Linked DNA regions of Mus musculus: region 2 is linked to region 1. The links are chromatin contacts, called in public promoter capture Hi-C maps. All regions are on one chromosome and are shown on one strand. The core of a region is the stretch at or near the end of the contact, and the rest is flanking DNA. Distances in the headings are between cores, read along the strand shown. Region 1 holds the start of Layn (layilin). Region 2 holds the start of Colca2 (COLCA2 homolog).

Evidence for each region. Capture Hi-C pulls out chosen DNA fragments and counts their contacts.
Region 2: a contact with region 1 is called in a promoter capture Hi-C map of liver. The contact joins the promoter of Colca2 here to the promoter of Layn in region 1. A contact is called at or near these places in 14 of 39 promoter capture datasets (the 3T3-L1 cell line, cranial neural crest, embryonic stem cells and 7 more), 4 of 484 Hi-C or Micro-C datasets (all in embryonic stem cells), 2 of 115 datasets of contacts at active chromatin or transcription factors (astrocytes and embryonic stem cells) and 3 of 9 other capture datasets (adipose tissue, liver and pancreatic islet).

What each region holds. Positions count from the first base shown.
Region 1 is chr9:51,073,704-51,079,657 of GRCm38.p6, forward strand. Layn (layilin) reads right to left here and starts at 3,391. Exons shown (of 8, transcript NM_001033534.1): 1 at 3,183-3,391; 2 at 2,619-2,642; 3 at 145-442. The coding sequence starts at 3,267.
Region 2 is chr9:51,275,201-51,281,154 of GRCm38.p6, forward strand. It overlaps Colca2 (COLCA2 homolog), which reads right to left and starts at 3,354. Exons shown (of 5, transcript NM_001195681.1): 1 at 3,140-3,354; 2 at 2,396-2,490. The coding sequence starts at 2,455. Gm32819 (a long non-coding RNA gene) reads left to right here. Exons shown (of 9, transcript XR_003948163.1): 2 at 763-2,039; 3 at 2,151-2,192; 4 at 2,338-5,954.

The sequences.
Region 1 (5,954 bases), core at 2,141-4,640:
CTGGTCGGTGGTCATGGTCATTCTGTTGGCATTGCCACCATGGCTCTGTCTGGACTTTCTTGTGATTCTGACACCATGGGTCCTGCTCATCTCTTTTCTGAGCTATGTTAAGGGAATCAGCCGCCGTGGGATCCACATGCTTACCTAAACTGTGATGTGCTTCCATCTGTCCAAGCATAAAGGTCCTGGCAGGCTGTGTTATTGCTCTGTTTCTCCTCCAGCCTCTTGAGGCCAATCCAGAAGTCACCATCAGATGCCAGGAGGTTTTCAATGAACTTTTCTATCAACCTCTGCTCATCCTCTGTCTCAATGCTGACGAGCTGTCCCCCATCCTCCATGCAGGTTTCTTTGGCTTCCTCAAAGTTCAGTCTTTGAAAGGCGTCATGGAAATAAATGACTTTATAGCAAGGCCTCCGTGTTCCTCCTCGGCAGACCAGCTGCCCTAGAGAGAGAGAGAGAGAGAGAGAGAGAGAGAGAGAGAGAGAGAGGTCGGGGAGGTAGGGGAAAGAGAAAGCAACCTGTCTCAGTTCTCCATTAAAGTATACCAGAGCAGATGTACTTAGAAACATCTCAATGAAGCTTCCTCTGGGCAGGAATTCTGATTGTCCATCTTTGGACTGTTACCACTCAGGCTTTCTAGAGAAAATTAGTACTCTTTGCAACACAAAGTTAAAGTGATTTTAAATGCTGATGTCTGTATTGTGTAGGGGATCTGTGTTTTTGTTCCAGTGCAGATTGATGAAGATATTTCTATATTTTAAAATAAGTAGGAAAATATTACGGCTTCACTTGATGTGTACAAAGATGATGTTCATGCTCTTAGGGAGTCTTGTGAAATTATGGGACTTAGAATAAGAGTTGCTGTGAAGTGCTTCCTTCAGTGTAGAGGGACACTCTGACGTCAGTTGTGGATTCCTCTACCCTGAAATCCCCTGTCTATGCAGTGGAACTAACTTGCTCATCTCTGGTGAGCAGAAGCTAAGAGCTTTTGTGGGGTTTTCTGCTACTGATGGTCAGATCTCTAACCTAAAGACAATAGCTAGAGTTTATTGAACTCTTTCCATGTCCCAAGGCTATGGTCAAAGTTTTATAATTTCCTTTGGTTCTCATAACAGTCTTCTGTGTCAGGACTGTTTATGTCTCACTTTATAAGTGAGAAAACTGAAGCTCATAGTAAGTGATTTGTCATAAACTATCGGGAGCATTAGCAGAGGCAGAATCCAGATCTGAGTATTGAGTCATACCAGAACCACTGAACTGTCTTGATGGCTCCACATTCCCCTACAGACTCAGCTTGCACTGGGAGCCCATCTCTCATTTGATTGACACTTGAAGGACTGAAGACTGTTTCAGAAAAATGGATGAGATTCCACTGAGCAGCAAGTAGCAAGCTGTTCACTAGCACAGGCTGCCCTAGCTTGTATCTGGATGACTGGAGTCTTGCTGCAGCTGAAACCCATCCCAGTCACCCCTCTGTTCAGTCAGCATTTATTGGGTAAATCCCCCTCGCTTGGTGTGCTAGGTATTGAGAATACAGAAATGCCAATTCCTAACCCACAGGAGCCCACAGCATGATTCTGGATGTAAGGGTACAAAATAAAAACCAAATTTCAACAAGGAAACCAGTCCCTGTAATGAAAGAGCCAAACTTCAGGCTACAGGTGTGAATTGCTGCCATGGAAGAAGGCGTAAATGATTTTATATTGTCAGACTTTCTGGAATGTTTTAATATCCCCAAGATTTCAGCTCTGTAGAAAGCCAGACGATGGTTTTTTTTTTTTATGTCCATTAATTGTCCAGCATACAAACCAAAAGGCCACAGACAGTGCTATCTATGAGGGAGCTATACAAGATTCTCCCCAAATCTCCATGCTTTGATAAACTCTCAGTGGACAAGGAGCTGGGAGCATCCTGTACTTGCCTGCCTTGTTAGAGGTTTCTAACAGAACAGGCTCCCAGCGGATGAGAGTGCTCAGATGCTGGGCTTCTCACCGGGGAAGTGTTCCAGAGAGGAGAATGCAGGCATTGGAGGACTGCAAAGAGCCCTGAACACCCCCAAACCTGGTACAAGAGAAGCTGCAGTTGCTTTTACTAGTGGTCCCGCCTGCCTTTCCAGGCCAGACTGCCAAGAGAAAGCTTAACACCTTGATAGAGTTTCCTGTATGGTCCAGGCTGGCGGCATATGTCTAGTGTATGCTAGTGAGTTCTAGGGAGTACCAGAGCTGGAAGGAGGCCCAGGACCCATCTGGTTCCCCTGCCTTCAGGAAGTGTCTTTCTTTTCTCATTTGCAGGAAGGGGAAGGGCAGGCAGGAGGTCTCCTGTCACCAAGCACAGAGCCATGCAGCCCTAACCCTCCCAGTGGCGTCAGCAGCTCCTCTGCTTAGCCAAACACCCCCTCCCAATCCTGAAACCAAAGTTAGATTTCTTAAACCAGACCCACAAGCTAGAATACAGTGGAGATTCCAATTCTACTCCATCCCTCTTGGCCAAAGGGAACCTGATAAAAAGATACCGATCGCTCCCCGCCCACGCTCCTCCCACCCACCCCCCAACCCCCCCCCCCACCCCCGCGCCCCATGCAGACCTAGTGGAACAAGAAAGAAGTCGGACCACTGTACCTCCTCTGGGGTCCAAGTCCGAGGCTGCAGTGACACACACACAGGGAAGGAAGCAGAGAGTCACTCTTGGAGCCTGGCAGGGCTGGTTCCTGGCTAACTAGGCGCTTTCCCAATCTCCAAGCATTTCCAGGCCAGCCACCCTCCCCTCAGAGGAGAGTAACAGGTACAGTTCCCATAGCCCTGCGGATCCAGGATCGGCTGCCTCCACTAGAAGGGTCCAGGCAGCATGGCGCTCAAGGGGCACTCACTGGAAGAAGTTTGCCAACTGCCCCACCCAAGCTACATCCTCCTCACCCCTTAGTAACCCCGGGGAGAGAACTGACTTCCAGCGTTGCGGATACCTAGGGTGGCCCCAGGAACTGGAGCTGGTTGCATTTTTGCTCCCTGGAAGCAGAGAATTCAAGAAGGCTGATTGGGTCCGGGGTTGGATCTGGGGATTGCCCCACTACATAAAGGGGCCAGGGTGCAGTGACCCTGAAGACAGTCCTCAACTGCTGAGGTTTACTGGGTGCATCAACCCCAGGTGCTCTGGCACCAGCCCTCTCCCCCAGGACACACACTCACCGCTCAGCAGGCGACCCTTCGAATCCCTCGGTTTGGCCAGCAGCACCGCCAGCAACATAGCCTGCAGCGCTGCTCCCGGCTGCATGGCTGGACTCCAGTGCCTCCCGACACCCTGGGACTAAGGCAGAGAAGTGGGCAAGTAGACGACTGCGTTTGAGCAACTGCAACCAAGGCAGCTGCATCTCCCAAGGATCCACAGACCCCGCACTGGGCGGAGTCCGGGAGGGCTCTGAGTCGTTGGTTGCCCATCCACCCCCTGGGACGTCACTGCGGGGGAAGGCAGCCCCTTGGGCTGGCCCGCCCCCAACGTCTAGTGCTCTGGACTCCAGAAACTGCTAACTCAGGGGGAGTAGCCAACGGAAGGGGCCGCTCTTTGCAGAGAGCCGCCCAGGGAGATTCTGAGTTTGCCTAAGAGAAAAATCCCACTAGTTTTTGAACTCCCAGAAGGTGGAAAGCGGGTACTGTACTTTCAAACAGTATAGCCTCTTGCCCTCATCACTACCCAGCTCTAGTGGGCTAAAGTAGCAAAACCCCTACTTACACCACAGTAAGCGTCAGACCAGGGCAGCACCTGGGAAAGAACTTGAGCAAGGGAGGAACAGATTCTCAAGCAGGCAGTGTGTCTACTGACTAGAGGCATTTCAGACTTGGCCTGAGGGAGACCTCCAGCAGAAGCTAGAGTATTCCAGATCTCAACCAGAAAGACACTTTGCTTTGTGTAGGGCACATATTGGAAGATAGGAGTGGTTTAGTGGAGTTCAGCTTTTGGTGGACAGAAAAATGACTCCCGTTGCAAAGAATGATCCTATTCTTCCTATGGAAGCTTTCATAACCAACCCAAGTGTATGCTCCCCTTTACACTCCCACAGTAGTTGTGTTTACATGTGTGTTCTCAAATACATTCGCACAGTAGATCCAGTCTCCCATCGAAAATCTATGAAGTAGAAAGCTGAGAGTTCATTGATCTTTCCGGTATACTATGGTATTGCGAAGCGTAGCAGAAACCACATCTCGGTTACTGCCTTCTGGATTTTGGTTCCAGTTTGCTTCTGTTTTCCTGTTTATCCAGCTTTTCAGCAGAGCAGTCAGAAAAGCAGAGAAGGGGCCCTGAGAAATGGACCAGTGGTTAAGAGCAGTCATTACTCTTGCATAGGACTGGGTTCAATCCCAGCACCGGGCAGTGGCTCACAATCAACTGTAACTCCAGTTCCAGGGATCTCCTGTCTTCTTCTGGCCCAGAGGCACGAGGCTTGCATGTGATGCACATACATACATACATACATGCTGGGAAAACACCCACAACACATAAAATGCAAATAAATAAATCTTTTAAGAAACGAAGCAGAGGTGCTTCCACACTCTTGACACACTTGTTCTAAACAGGCCTGAGATAAAGCAGGAGTAGGGATGGATCTGTCTTAGCTCCAGCTGAGAACAGAGCAGGAGCTGTGTGATTACAGAACCCCGGCACCAACAGGTGGGGACTGGCAACCCTTTCCTGTGTTCCGGTTAGACTATCTCACACCAACCATTCTCTCTAGACTGTCTCCCCAGCAAAGCAACTGTGGTGGTGGTGGGACACAGAAGTGGCACCTGATGGTCTGCTTGAAACGCTGCATTTCCTTGGTGTCTGTGTGTCCGTTGGCAAGTCATTTTATTCATTATATATCTTGATGGCATTAATAATTGCCATAACAGTTTTGTGATGGTTTGCCGAGGCAAATATGTATGAAAATGTGCAGTTATACTTGACTTAATGTCATCTTAAATAATTTATTTCTAATATTACAAGATCTGTTTCACTTATGAAACTACCACATTGCTTTAAATAATTGTGTCTTCAGTTCTCCCTTTGACACTCTGACTTTGGTCCATATCGGGGCTTTGTTAGCAGATGCAATTAACTGAGTGTAGTGGCTTACAGTAATGACCCCAATACTTCCCACCTCCCAGGATACATATTCTTTATTATGCTAATAGAGTTCTCTTTACTAAAAAAGTAGAATGTTTCCCTAGGCCGTGAGAGTTATTAATCAATGGAATAAACCAGGACTTGGAGCCCACAGCAGAAAACCCCTTTCCTGTTCTTATTCTCTTTCATCGTCTGACTCTCTGAGAGGAGCAGGCCTCAGATATCCTACTGGTTCATGAGTGTCCCCAAGAGGGTGGTATGTGATGCAGTCCATTGGCAGAGTGCTTCAAGTAGCCTGGAATCAGATCAGTCAGAACCTGAGCTGACCTTGTATGAGCTCCAAAGATTGCTTTAGAACTCTTTGTTAAGTGGTCCTGTTGTAGTAAGAACTACCTGTTATTCCTGGCAACTCAGGCATGTGCCACTGTGGGAGGGCTAGTTGACAAGAAAACTCATAATGCGTTATTTTCCTTGGTAAAATTTCTTTGGCCCAGGATCCATTCCTCAGCTTGATGAGCTCAAAGTTAATTAAAAAACCAGTTAAAATGCTTTTTTTGCACTTTGGAATATTCACACATATATAATGAGATATTTTGGTGATAAGACCCAATTTCAAACCCAGAATTGTTTCCTATACATCTTATAACACAGTCTGAAAGTAATGTTCTATAATACAATTTCTGTGCTTTGTATGTGTGGTACATGTATGTATGCATTTGTGTGTGTGTGTGTGTGTGTGTGTGTGTGTGTGTGTGTGTACTTATGCATGACTTATGGCGGCCAGACATTGGGTGACATTGGGTGTCTTCCTCCACTTCTTATTTTGTGCTTATTTTACTATCCATATCACTTTTTGAGAC
Region 2 (5,954 bases), core at 2,104-4,603, 200 kb after region 1:
TCAAACAGCACACACATCTACAATCGACAATATATAAAAATGCATTAAGCCTATTAAAACAAAACAAAGGAAAACCAGTGGTTAAAAAGAAGAAAGGTAAATTTTATCTTTAGATAAGCACCAACTCGAGTTTCTCTTTACTCCAAGGGCAAAGAAGTGGTGTGTGTGTGTGTGTGTGTGTGTGTGTGTGTGTGTGTGTGTACTGATAAGGCTGAAATAAAAATTTAAAATAACTGTACCAGTCTGACACATATACTTTCTTCTGCTACAACTTGAGACTTAGATATCTACCTCAATCTATAACATGATTAGCTTCTTAAAGTTTCAAACAGTTATTATTCTGACTTCATAGCCAATGAAGGCAGATTTACTCTTGCTTTGCAGTGTTTGGCACAATTAATTCTCTCTTGGATTACTGTTTCCCAGAGATGTCTTTAATGTTGGACCAAGTTGGATATAGTCTCTGTTAAACTAGAAAGGTCTGCCTGGAGCAGGCATACATTATTCTCCCTGGGGTGCTATCTATCACCCTTGCTGACTGGGTACACTGTGTAGCAGTCCCAGAATTCCAAAATCCTTCTGTTTGCTCTCAGAAAGAGATTTTACATCTGGGTCTCCTACTGAAATTCTATGTACATGACTCCTGTGAGCTGGAAGGGGCGGGGATGAGAACTTTCTAGGAAGCACAGTAGGGCATATCCCAGAAAGCAGCGTTATGTTCTTAATAGACATTGGTTCTGAAGGCTTGCTTCATTCTCACAGGGAACTCAGAAAATGGCAAATGAGACTTCTCTCAAGATCAGAGCCTGGTCAAGTACTGAGATGCAATCCTTCCTCTTGCCCTGTACTCTGCTATGAGCCAAGGGTGGTCACACCAATTCTAAGAACCCAACAGCCACAGGATTGCTTTGCCTAAGTGGGATGCTCTGGGTATGGCTGAAGCCGAGTTCTGCAAGTACCAAGCTCCTGGTCCTCGTTTTATTAATGGTATAGTTATGAACTACTGAGGTTATTAAACTCCTGTTAGTATGATCGGCTCTGTAGAAAGATGAGTTTAGAGAGCCAATACTGAAAAATAAGATGATCTTGTTTCTACCTTTAGCCTGTTTCTAACTTCAAGACTTTGGATCTTAGCTGTCATGAGGCATACAGATTTCTGATCTCTTCATGTCATCTGATCATTACAATCAAATGAAATAATGAATATACAAAGGTACTTTGAACAAAGAATCACTGAAAATCCACCTTAGTATTATAAGAACATTCTACTGTTGCCTGATATTCTGCAAATGGGGACAACTAATTTATCTAGCTGTGTGTATCAAATCATAGCAAATGTGCTTCAACTCTAAGTTCTGAGAGAAAGGTGTAATACACATTAGTGCAAACGGCCCATCCACCCTTGGTTGGAATTTACTTTAGTGATCTGTTGAGCACTCTCTGTGGAGAATGCCCCTAAACACTTATTTAGCCTTTATACAACTCTTCTTAGCTTTCAACAGAACAATTAGGGGAACAGACAAAGAAGCCTCTAGTAAGTCAATGTATCGGAGGACACGTGCCACAGAGTCACTGAGAACTAAGCCCAAGTCCTCTGGCTCAGAAACCTATCTCACCATCACTCCATAATTTCTCCCTCCTGTTGCTTGAGGTGCCAAAGTTCCATTCATGAAGTCCAACATGGAACTTGCACAGGATCACATGCTGACCAGACCAGTGAAGTCATAGATGACTGGAATCCTGTCTGATCCTCCCTCCACACCTACACCTACCCACAAGCACTAACAGTGTCACGTGTAGAAGGCTCTTCAAATTGAACTCTCTCTCGGTGGACAAGCACGCCTAGTTTACATGGTTCTGCAGCTGCCCCAAGCACTTGGGTTATAAATGTGAGGTGTCAGAGTGTCTTATGACTACCCAGATCAGTTCTGTCATAGTTCTGTGTATTCCAGAGAGAGAGGCCTTTTCTTCCAGAGACTTCCAGTGACTGCTGGTTTTTCATATACATGACCTCAGAGCCTAAATTACAGAGAAACTAGGTGGGTTTCTGGGAGATAATTTTTTTTCAATGAGTTTGTTGGGGCTGTATCTATACTCTCTTAACACTATAAAAACATATTTAACCTGTTGGCTGCCTCTCTTCCTTGCAGAGGACCAAGAAGCCTTCCCCACTCAGCTATGAGCAGTGAGAGGTGAGCCTCCCACAGTCCTGAGCCCTACACCATGTCCCACAGGTTTTGGTGGCTGCCTATGGTGACCTGGGAAGTTGGGGACAGATGTAAGAATCCCTGAACAGGGCTGTGCTTATGGGTGGCCTCTGCATCTTCCCTGACACAGGGCTGAACGAAGCCTTCGATGGACTGGGAGGGACAGAGACGGAGAGGGTGGTGCTTACGTTTGCCCCTGAGGTGGCCTGGTGTGCCCTTCTTTGCTGCAGAAGCTCTTTCACGGTCATCTTCACACGGACGCCTTGATACACCTTAGGTTTTTCTGGGGAGAGGCAACAGGGTTAGTGGTCAGTTTCAAAGCTTGGGTGTCAAGGGGATACAGTGAGGGTTCCCTTGGTAAGGCTAGGATACCCAAGGCCAAGTTTCTACCTTTGCAGAACACACGAAGAGAATGAAAAAAGAAAAAGAAAAGAAAAAAAAAGAAGAAGAAGAAAAAGAAAGAAAAGATAACGTTAAAAAATACCCACATTTCTCAAACTAGAAAAGGTTAAGCACAGGCAGGTGCTTCAGGGTCCTAGTGGGAACAGTATCTGTGGGCATCTATGAAATTATTCATCCCTAGCTGGGCCCCATCCTCAGGACAGTACCAGCTGTTCTGCTCTGGAATGTGGAGGGAGGTCAAACAAGCCTGCTATTTTGGCTACGATATTAAATCTGGGGTTCCGGCTCAGCTTGTGGATCTGGGGTGCTCTCTGTTTCCAACTGATCTCGCGGACCTCACCATAATGTGAACAACAGCCCCTCTCCCCATGCCCCCCGCCCCACTGTATTCCTCTATCAATCCAGGCATGGCTTCTGGGGAAGTACAACCTTTATTTGTGGTGCCCTTGGTCTGGAAGCAAGCCCTGAAACAAGCGACAAGCTACAGGGGTCGGGGCAGTCAGTCTGTCCTGGCCCTGTTAAGGACTTACTGCACTGACCCCAGAAAAGGAGCCAAGATCGGGAAATAGTCTCCTGTCGGTCCTTTCTCTTTTTCAAAAATGTCTTTTCTTCCTCACCCCCTTCCTCCCTCTAGTCTCCGACTCTGTCGCTCTCTTCATCTCTTCCCACCCCCTCCCTTTCCGGTGCAGGCTTTTGGAGAACTGAGCTGTGGAGAGTTCTCCAGCAAGAGCTGCAGCTCTGGAGTAATGGCATCCCGAGGCTCCCTAGGACCGCGCAGTCGCCTAGAGGCAGCCCTCCGGAAGGGGCCGCCCCTGAGCCGGCAGAGCTGGGCCGGGAGACCTGGGAGAGCCCAAGTAGCCGGCTGTGCTAGGCGGGGGTCGGCTGGGAGGGACCGGTGACCGCCTGGGGTCCCGGCAGAGCGCAGTGAGTAGGTCTGACTGGTTGTTAGGCCAGGCTAGACCCGGCAGAGGCACTTTCCGAATAGAGTTTGACTTAGAAGCCCAGTGTGACTCCCACCCGACCTTGACCCTGGAGAGAGCGCTTATTAGAATCACGGGGAGGGGCGGAGCACAGTGGCCCCTGGCCTAGGCGTTTGGAGACAGTGCCAGGCCACCAGCGCCTCGCCTGGTTAGTGTAGGGACCGCGGCTGGACAGCAGGGAGACCCCCACCCACGAGCCAGATCCTGAAAGTTAGGATCCCTAAGGAAAGTTAGTGCGCTGTTCTTCCCGGTCCTGGGCATCGGTTTGTCTTGCTGCAGTGCCAGGACGCGCCCACTCCGCTCCAGTCTCCTTTCCTCCCATCCCCACTGTCTGGGTCGGCTCTGGGATCTGCAGGCAGCGCGGGCGCGCCTCGGGGTCCACGCGGGACCAGCCCCAGCCCAGTTCCCTGCCGGGTGCGTCCTGCTCCAGTCCAGGGCTCACCGTGAGCCTCTAGCTCCCCCGCGCCGCCGCTTCTGGGCTCACAAGGTCGGCGCCTCCAAATTCCCAGGACTCCAAGGTGGAAAAGTGAAAGGGCAGGCAGGGGCGTGGGGGACTCGATTGTCCGGAGTGGCCTTATGGGTCTCTGGGCCTCTGCTCTGGGGGGCAGTCACCCAGAGGGACCCGACACAGCGGGATCGCGTCCTCTCTGGATCCATGCCCGGCCCTGACTATTATTCCCTGACTTTGTGCCTCTCTGTTATACGCAGGAAAAGCAGAGGAAATACACTCGGATCCAAGTGCCCCTGGCCCTCATGACCCGACCCCTGGAAAAGCATCTGAGTTACCCGACATCCTGGTCAGCAGGAGCTGGGCTGGAGACTGGATGCTGCAGCTTCAGAGACTCAGCACCTAGGAAGGCTCCTGTGCAGGGAGAAAGGCAGAGATGCGACATTTTTAAAGTTTCACAAAACACGAGGCAGCACCCAGGTCCCTGGATCAGGAGACACACAGAATTAATGTTTTATACCTTCGGGTATAGGTTTGAGTTTTTTCCCCCTCATGCCAAGTATTTAAAACCTCTAGAAACCCATGATTTGACAATCAATGATTGCGCGATACTTTCAATTTGAATATTCAAAGGCTTAACAAAATGGACTATCTTCTGCAGAAATCCTGCACACAGGCACCTCACAGAGAGTCCAGAGAAACAGAGAGGGAGATCCCTTTGGGTCCTGACCCTTGCTTTTCTCCTATTTTAAACATTTTGTCCACCTGCCCACAGGCAGAGCAGGTGTCCTCAAAGATGCTCTATGTTAGTGCCTCAAAGGCTGCCCTGAAGTCCCCACTGACCTAGGCTGTTCCCTGTGGACCACCTGAACCAGGTTGGACAGCCACATTGAATCTCTCTTGTCCACTCTCCATTTTAAGGGGAAATGGCAGGTTTTGGGGAATGAACATGGCAGACAGAGGGTGTGGCACAGCAAAGAGCCACTTTGGGCCCAGGCTGCAGGTCAGAGGACGGCAGAGGCCAAAACTTTGTGCTTTGTATCCCTCTGGCCCTGCCTGGCCACAAGGCTTGCCTGTCCAGTCTGCATCCTCCCTCCTGCTAGGTCACAGACACTGGGCTTCCAGCAAGCAGTCCTTAAACATCAGCGCTCTTTGCTCTTTGGAGCTGTAGACCAGCACAGCTTCCTTGACCCACCTGAGATTCCTTTAGGCCAGGTTTCCACTGCTGCATTGTGGCAATCCCTATTCCTATGTTTTGGCTTGTTTTTAATTCCTCGAACCCCAGACTTTTTACCTCATAGAACTCCTGCTTCCTTTAGAGGAAGGGCATGGTTTTTTCTTTCTTTCTTTCTTTTGAAGGCTCTGAGGAGAGAGGTAGGAGGAATTTGGAACCAACCTGTCTTCTTGGATCCCTCATGAATATGAGTAACTCCGACCCATGCTGATGTGTATTTTGGAAGCTCTGCCTGAGTTGCTCTCTGTCCTGTGATTTGAAGGATGAAGAGACTGGAGTGATATGGAATGTCAGGTCAAGATGTCACAGGGGGACAGAAGGGTCCCCTTTGCAAATAACTAGGAGGTTTCCAGGAATGCAGATAAAGTGATGGTATAGGCCTCTCTCTTTTAATCCCCGAGTTGTCTGAAGTGCAAACAAAACAAAAAATAAACCTACCAAACAAAAGCCAAAAAAAAAAAAAAAAACACCAAAACCAAACCAAAACAAAAACCCAAGCTTTAGATTAAAAAATCTTTAGAAAAAAGTCTGAAAACTTAAAAATATATCAGACATAGTATATTAGATATAGAGTATCTAACAAACAGCTCAGCTAAAGGGTCTCTGGGGGTGATACAAGCATTCAGGGTAGACCTGTCTGCTAGGCAGGTGGAGCCACATATCTGGAAAAGGGTCAGGGCTGG